Linked DNA regions of Macaca mulatta: region 2 is linked to region 1. A link is a contact called in public Hi-C data. All regions are on one chromosome and are shown on one strand. The core of a region is the stretch at or near the end of the contact, and the rest is flanking DNA. Distances in the headings are between cores, read along the strand shown.

Region 1 (4,057 bases), core at 543-3,042:
TGTGGTGGCATGCGCCTATAGTCCCGGCTACTCAGGAGGTTGAGGTGGGAAGATCACCAGAGCCTGGAGAGGCTGAGGCTGCAGTGAGCCGTGATCATGCCACTGCACTCCAGCCTGGGTGACAGAGAGAGACACTGAGAAAAAAAAAATGCCAGGCGCGGTGGCTCACGCCTGTAATCCCAGAATTTTGGGAGGCCGAGGCGGGTGGATCACGAGGTCAGGAGATCGAGTCCATCCTGGCTAACACGGTGAAACCCCATCTCTACTAAAAATACAAAAAAATTAGCGGGGCGTGGTGGTGGATGCCTGCAGTCGCAGCATGAACCCGGGAGGTGGAGCTTGCAGTGAGCCGAGATCGTGCCACTGCACTCCAGCCTGGGCAACAGAGCGAGACTCTGTCTCAAAACAAAAACAAAAACAAAACAAACAAACAAAAAACCTAAAGAAACGGTCTGCAGGTCCCCTAATCCAAAAGGAGAAAAGCCCTGAAGTGTCTGCTGTTTTCACTCTAACCAGTATGGTGCCCAGAGATCCAAGTGGCAGATAGATGGCAAGCCTCAGGATAGCACAGAGCTGCAGGGAGAGTGAAGGCTGCCTGACAAGGGAGGGCCACCCGTCATACTCTCTCCCCCACATTAATTATTCCAGCCACTCCTGGCTCCAGCAGGACACTAAGAAGTATCCCCAAAGGGAGTCACCCCCAATATTGCCCAGTAAATAATTTAAAAGCAAAAATGTGGGAAACTCAGGAGAAGGTCAAACAAGTCCACTAGAGGGAGCCCCAACCAACTCTATGCTGCAGGGAGCCTCACAAAGCAATGTCTCAACACCTGTCTGAAAATCAACCACACAAGGGAATGGGGAAATGTAGCAATAGATTAAGTAACTAGGAGAGAAGATAGCCATGTAAACACCTAGCTAAAACACAGGCTTTTCAAGAGCTACAAAATCAAACATTTAAAGATCAGGAAACTGATGCTGAGCAAAGTCAAATGGCTTGCCTCAGTTTACATATCCACAGTTGGGACTCAAACTCAAATGTCTTGTCTCTAACCTGAGCACTTTCCTGCACACTTGCATCCCTCTAGGTCAGTACCCTAGAGTCCATGGGTCTGCTGTTCCTTTGTGTCTCATTTCTCTGAAGTGGGAAACGCCCTCGACTACCTATTCCTGTACTTATTACCCTCATTCCACAGTGTACTGAAGAGGATCTTCAGTGGTTTGGGGTTTTTGTTTGTTTGTTTGTTTGTTTGTTTGAGACAGGGTCTCCCTCTGTCATCCAGGCTGGAGTGCAGTGGTGCAATCATAGCTCACTGCTGCCTCAACCTCCCAGGCTCAAGTGGTTCTCCTGCTTCAGCCTCCCGAGTAGCTGAGACTAACAGGTGTGCACCACCCTGCCAGGCTAATTTTTTAATTTTTTGTAGAAATGAGGTCTCACTGTGTTGTCCAGGCTGGTCTTGAACTCCTGGCCTCAAGTAATCCTCCTGCCTCAGCTTCTGAAAATGTTGGGATTATAGGCATGAGCCACCGCCCCCAGCTTAGATCTTCAGTTTTAAACCTACTAATGTCATTTTGCTGATGGGACCTCGGGATGTCAATTGTCCAACATGGCTACTGTCAGTCCTTTTCCTCTGTATCAGCACAACATATTATCTCAGATGTGTACATCTGAATTTGGAAGTCTCCAAATTGCAGGCCATGTCTACGTGGCAATGAATCATAACCAATCGGCCTCCAAAGCCCTTTCTTTTCAAACTATACTTAGGGTTTTGGGATAAGGAAAGAACTGACCCTTTGAGACCTTGATATTTTAAGCTTTGTGAGCTGATTTAGCCCATTCCACCTTCCTACGAACTCCATGTTTCCCAGTTGCCTGGACAACATACAGCCTCCCGAAACCCAACCTTCCAGCCCTCAGTCCTGCCCTCAAGAGAAATTTGTCACCAAGGATTGGCTCCCAGGACCCAGGCCCCGCCTCAGGCTCCTCGCTAGTTGGGCCTTCTCTCTGCCACTCCCCACGGGTGGGTCACTCCACAGGGAGCCCCAACACTGGCAGGAGAGGATCCTACAGGTAGGAAGAGGGGGTTGAGGATGATGGGAAGAGGGAGGGGAGCAGGTACAGGGATTTATCTAAAAGAGAGTTGTGAGGAGTGACTTCCGTACAGTCAGCCTGGTTGAGAGAAAAAACTTCACCCTCCCCGTTGACCCCAACCCTGCCTGAGGTTCCAAAGAGACTGTGAACTGACTTTTCTGAAGAGTATGAGATACAAATTTGGAGTAGAACCAGGAGACTCCCCTGAGACTCCTGATTCAGTCAGGAAAGCATCCCTGTGTCCAGACCTAAACATAAGGTCCCCTCCTTCTCCCAGGACAGCAAGGAGATGCCACTTAAAAACAAAGAAAAAGGGAAGAAATCTGGGGCGCAGAAGAAAAAGAACTGGGGTGAGTCATGGTGGGTGGAGGTGCCCCCTGCTTCTCCATGTTCTGGCATGAAGACCACGCAGAGCTCCTCCAGAGAGAATTCAGCCTTCTACATGACAGGATGGAACTCTCTTGACCTTCCTCTTTCGTGTCCTTGAAGTCAGATGCAGGGAGCTGAGGAAGTGGGGAAATGGTCACTCACGCTCTCCTTTAAGCACCATCTAGCTTTGTGCCTTCCTAATATATTTGTCATGTGTATTTTGCATATCTGTTATGTGCTGGTTGGTAAGGACACAGTGCTGACTTCAGTAGACTCTGCCACCATGGATCCCTCATTTAGTGGTCCTCAGGTCTCCTGTGGCAAAAGTGCAGGGTGTGGGGTGAGGACGCAAGGAGAGTGAGGAATGCTGAGATCACGAAGAGCTGAGGCTCTGCCACTTGCCACAGCAGGTGCAGATGTGGAGGCTGAGTCCAGGCACAGGCTGGTGGTGCTGGAGAAGGAGCTGCTCCGAGATCACTTGGGTAAGGAGGGTAGAAGTTGGCATGGGGGTGGGCAACAGGGCAAGTGAAATGGGGCATTTCTGTATCCTGGGGGATTGGAGAGTTGGAGATACAGTGGGGGGCTAAGTTGAACCCTAACCATCCCCTAGTGGAAAAAGACAATGAGAGAGGGGTGGGCAGTGAGAGTTGATAAAGGAAGCTTTTTTTTTTTTTTTAGACAGAATCTTGCTCTATTGCCCAGGCTGGACTGCAGTGGTGTGATCATAGCTCACTGTAATCTCAAACTCCTGGACCCCAACAATCTTCCCACCTCAGCTTCACGAGTAGCTGGTGCACACCACCCTACCTAGCTACTTTATTTATTTATTTATTTTTCTTTTTTAAAATTTATTTTATTTTATTATTTCATTTTATTTTATTTTACTATCTTTTTTTTTTAAGACAGAGTCCTGTGCTCTGTTGCCCAGGCTGGAGTGCAGTGGCGTGATCTTGGCTCACTGCAACCTCTGCCTCCCAGGCTCAAGTGATTCCCCTGCCTCGGCCTCCCAAGTAGCTGGGATTACAGGCACACAGCCACCACGCCCGGCTAATTTTTGTATTCTTATTAGAGACAGGTTTTCACCATGTTGGCCAAGCTGGTCTCGAACTCTTGACCTCATGATCCTCCCACCTTGGCCTCCCAAAGTGCTGGGATTACAGGCATGAGCCACTGCGCCTGGCCCTATTTATTTTTCTTATAGAGACAAGGTCTCACTCTGTTGCCCAGGCAGGTCTCAAACTCCTGGCCTCAAGCAATTCTCCCACCTAAGCCTCCCAAAATATTGGGATTACAGGCATGAGCCACCATGCCGGGCTATCCGGAAAGCTATTTTGTATAGGCAGAACATGGAGAGAGTCTTTACTTCTTAATAATGAGGAGCCTGTGAGACTCTAGGGATAAAAAACAAAAACAACAAAACCCAGAGAGAGAATAAGAGGCTGGACGCCCCGCCACCAGATTTCTAGAGACGGGCAAAATTCATCAAGTTCATGGGGGCTGATTTAGCGGGCCCCAGCCAGTCCTGACAGTGGCTCTGGGACTGCTCACAGCTCTACGGAGGGATGAAGCCCGTCGAGCCAAGGCTTCCGAAGACCA
Region 2 (4,057 bases), core at 513-3,012, 140 kb before region 1:
GCTCTGGTCCTGGCAGATGACACACTTCTTCCGCTCCTCTTGCTCCTTCAGCAACTTCCACGGGTCTTGCCCGCCTGGAGGCTCCTCATCGTTGAGCCTCTCTCGGCCCCTGGCAGGTGTCGCTCTGATGGTCCTGGCCTCCTCCTCTTCTGCCTCTGATCTGCGCCCCGCTTCAGGAAAAGTGTCCTGTCTCCGGGTCCTAACTGAGAACACCCTCATAGGGTCACCCTGGGGGGCTCCAGGTGCCCCTCCGCGGTTCGGCCAACTCGCCAGCTGCAGGCTGCGGCTCCAGACTCGGCGCCAGGCCTCTGAGCCCAGTGCTAGGCGAGAGAGCCTCATGACATCCTCTCGAAGACGGTGGTAGGATGGCCGGGCATGGAGCTGGCTGAGTGCCTGGGTAGCCAGTCTCAGGGTCAAGTCCGGATGCAACACAGTCACCGTCACTGCCAGCACGCAAGCCAGCAACACCAGGCCAGTGAGATTGACAAGCACAAAGCTGGCCAGGAGGCGGGCAGCTGAGGCCAGCAGCTCCAGGGCTAGTTGGCAGGGTGTCCAAAGGAGGATGGCCATGGCCACAGCACTGCTGGAAATGTGGGCTAGGAAGGCAGCCACTACATCCGTCATCCTCCACAGAGGCCCGGTCACTGTATCCCACAGGGCCAGCACCAGGGAAAAGAGGTTCTGAGTGCCGATGAGGCAGATGTTGACCAGGCTGTTGATCACATAAGCCACCAGGCTCATGGCAATGGCACAGATGTCACAGGCCTGGCGCAGCAAAGCATGGCCATTGGAGACCACACTGAGGACGCCCCGGTGCAGTATTTCCCTGCTCCGCAGTGCCCCGTGAGAGGCCAGGTGCCCCAGGAGCTTTAGGCTCTCCAGGCCAGAGCAGCAGCTATAGAGCAGGGTACACAAGGCCTGCAAGCCCCCACATGTGAACCGGACCACGGCTTCGATCAAGGCCAGCAATGAAAGCAGGACTCCGCGGCCCAAGTGCAGAAGACTAGTCAGTACCGTGTGCGGCAGGTTGTAGACGAAGGCCAGGAGCCAGGCCAGGGAAGCCAGGAGGGAGGACACCAGCAGGAAGTTGAGGTCCAACACCAAGGTCAGCACGTCCAGCACCAGGCCCACCCCATTCACTACCAGGTACACTGCCTCCATGATAGGGCTATGGAGGTTAGTCCAAAAGAAAGTCTGGCTCCTCGGTTGTGGGGTTGTCTAGGTTGTCAATATTTTAGGGGGTCTGGGATTAATTTGGAAGGAAAATGAGCAGTCTCCAACACAGGCGGTACCAAGAATCTGAGGAAGAAGTGGGTAAGAGGGAAGAGGAGTCTTGGTAGAGGGAAAGGGGGCCAGGTGCCAGTCCAAGAGTCCAGGTTTTGAAGATGGGCTGTTTGGGAGGGAAGAGCCCAAACATCTCCAAAGCGAAGGCGAGCCCAGGCCGTAGGAGCGACCTCAGCTTTGGATGCCTGGTGTGGCGAACCACGGCCGGGCAATGGGTCAGACCGGGAGGAGACGGGGAACAGATGGAATGGGATCGGATTGGATCGGATCGGGTCGGGTCGGGTCGGGCCGGGGCCGGGTGGGGTCGACGCAAGCTGGGCGCGGGCTCGCAGTCCAGCTACGCAGGTGCCCCTGTCCCCGCCCGGCCCCCGTCCTCCCGTTAGCGGCGCTTTGCACCCAAAAGGGGAGTGGGAGAGGCAACCAGCTTCAGCAAACCCCAAGCGCAGCCCCTATTCCGCTGGGCGCCGCCATCTTGTGTGCAAAGGGGTGGAGCCAGAGGGATGACGAGGAGGGAGGGACGACAAACTCCAGCCAATCGGTGAGGGCCAAGCGCAACAACGTCAATCACTCATTGGTCCGTTTGAATGGCGCACGAACGTATTTACTTTCCGAAGGGAAGGAGCGGCGACAGATTAAATCCCCTCCCCCTTGAGGCGGGGATTGGCTCGTTGACGGGCAGCGTCGGAATACGTTCTCCTAGCCCCGCCCTCTAAAAGAGCAAGGCCTTGGACTCCCCTTAATTTGGGAGCTGTTCTTTCTCCCGGCCTCCGAACGCGAGCTGTTTTTTTTGGTTTGAGTCCGAGGTCACTGCCTCTGGGCTGGGCTTTGGAATAGCACCTCCTTCGCAGCCTGTTCAGATCCGTCTCCTCATTCTCCTCTATTTATTCATCTATTCTATCATTTGTTGAGCTCCTACAGTGCATTGAGGATACAAAAAATTTTAAGACAGTGCCTGAGGTTCACAAGGGAAAGCGGATTATTACAGGAGATTCCCAAACTGCTACTCCAAACTTTCCGCACCAGGTTTTTCAACATCTTGGAAGATTACTTCATTGTCATTGAGAAAAGGTGGCTGCAGATTTCGAAACAGCTCAGCTTGCTACCCTGGGCCTTCCTACCCTAGAGTGCAGTGGCGCGATCTCGGCTTACTGCAACCTCTGCCTCCTGGGTTCAAGCGATTCTCTCCTGCTTCAGCCTCCCGGGTAGTACAGGCGCCCACCACCTCACCCGGCTAATTTTTGTATTTTTAGTAGAGACGGGGTTTCACCATGTTGGCCAGGCTGGCCTCCAGCTCCTGAACCTCGTGATCCAGGCGCCTCGGCCTCCCGAAGTGCTGAGATTACAGGCGTCAGCCACCAAGCCTGGCCCTGCCCTTTTCTTTAATACTCAAACAATAGTCAAAATATATTTGAAACCCCATCCCAAATATATTGGGAATCCTGGGATTTTCTACTAACTCCAAGGATACTTAGCGGACTCCTAGCGGACTTATCTTTCCCCTGGTTACCTTTGCTGAATTTCCTACTTGGGTTGAATTCTCCATCTCCACTCCTGGGCTCCTCAAATTGTCCATCCCCCTTCACTCTGCCCTGAACACTGCCTCGGAGTCCTTCATTCTCCAAAGCATCACTGATAAGAAGCTGAGGTGTGCAGCAAACCTTTACTGAGGCCGTGGGGTCGTGGTAGGGGCTACGCTACGGTGCAGAGGAAGGACTGCAGGCGCTGAAACTCCTCTGGCTTCTTCCTACCCTTTCTCTCTCGCTGCTCTCAGGCCCTGCCCAGGTTATGGTTTGTTGTGTTGTGATGTGTTGATGATGTTTTTATTTGCCCACTTGCATCCTCCTGCCAGTGTCAAATCTTGGAGAATGTGCCCACTTCCCTTTCAAGACACTTGATCCCATCACCCGTACCATCTCCTCTTCAGGGATCTTACTTGTCCAGTGAACACTGTGTTGTTATTAATCAATCTTCCTGCAGCACTTGACACCACTGACCACTTCCTGCCTCAGAGGCATTACCCTTTCCTATATTCTTTCTGTTTCCATCATAGCCTCCTCTCCTGTATACACAATAATTTCTAAATTTGTGTCTTCAGCCTGAACCTGTCCTGCAAAGTTCAGGCTCCAGCTGCTTCCTGGACATGAAGAGTTCCTGGGTATCCCACTGGTGCTTCCTACTCATTATGTCCAAAGTCAAACCTGGCAAACGTGCTGTGCCTGTACTATGTGCAATTAACTGGCCAGTTTTCCACACCAAGAAGCATGTAAAGGCCTTCTCAGAGTTGGCAGGATCCTCTAAGAGAGTATTTCCATTTGTTTAGGACCAAGACCTCCCCTTTGAGTGATCTGAGACTCACTAATGCAAAGCCATCTTTAATGAGCCACAACCCTTGACTCCCAGGAAACCTAGCAGGTAATCCTGCTTTGGGCAGGGACAAACACTCCAACTAGCTTTAGGGAGGAAGTTCAAATTGTTTGACAATGTTAGTCCCAGGGATTGAGAAGAAAATAAGCCAGATATTGAGAAAGCTGAACACCTTGAAGCTCTATCCTTGCAGTATTTTCTAATGGAAGATGCAGTGTAAAGCCCTCTGGAAGCCTGCTCTGGCGGCAGTTGATTTCTGCTGTTGTGCTAACTTCAGGGTTTGTTTTGTTTTGTTTTGTTTTGCTCAGCGTAAGATTCTAGCTGGGACAATAGAAGGGATTTTCAGAGACTATGAGGATTGAGGATTAAGAGATTGGAAAAACCAGAAAAGAATGTCTAATTCAGGGCT

The links. Hi-C and Micro-C count contacts between places; a contact is called where the count stands out from the background.
Region 2: a Hi-C map of fetal cortex germinal zone shows a contact between it and region 1, with 3 times the contacts expected there. The contact joins the promoter of RNF26 here to the promoter of DRC12 in region 1. A contact is called at or near these places in 3 of 14 Hi-C or Micro-C datasets (cortical neurons, fetal cortex germinal zone and liver).

The regions. Positions count from the first base shown.
Region 1 is chr14:119,883,816-119,887,872 of T2T-MMU8v2.0, reverse strand. DRC12 (dynein regulatory complex subunit 12 homolog) reads left to right here and starts at 1,792. Exons shown (of 7, transcript XR_013404339.1): 1 at 1,792-2,071; 2 at 2,370-2,442; 3 at 2,869-2,943; 4 at 4,012-4,057.
Region 2 is chr14:120,023,387-120,027,443 of T2T-MMU8v2.0, reverse strand. It overlaps RNF26 (ring finger protein 26), which reads right to left and starts at 1,762. Exons shown (of 1, transcript NM_001266883.2): 1 at 1-1,762. The coding sequence starts at 1,161. It also overlaps the pseudogene LOC144334475.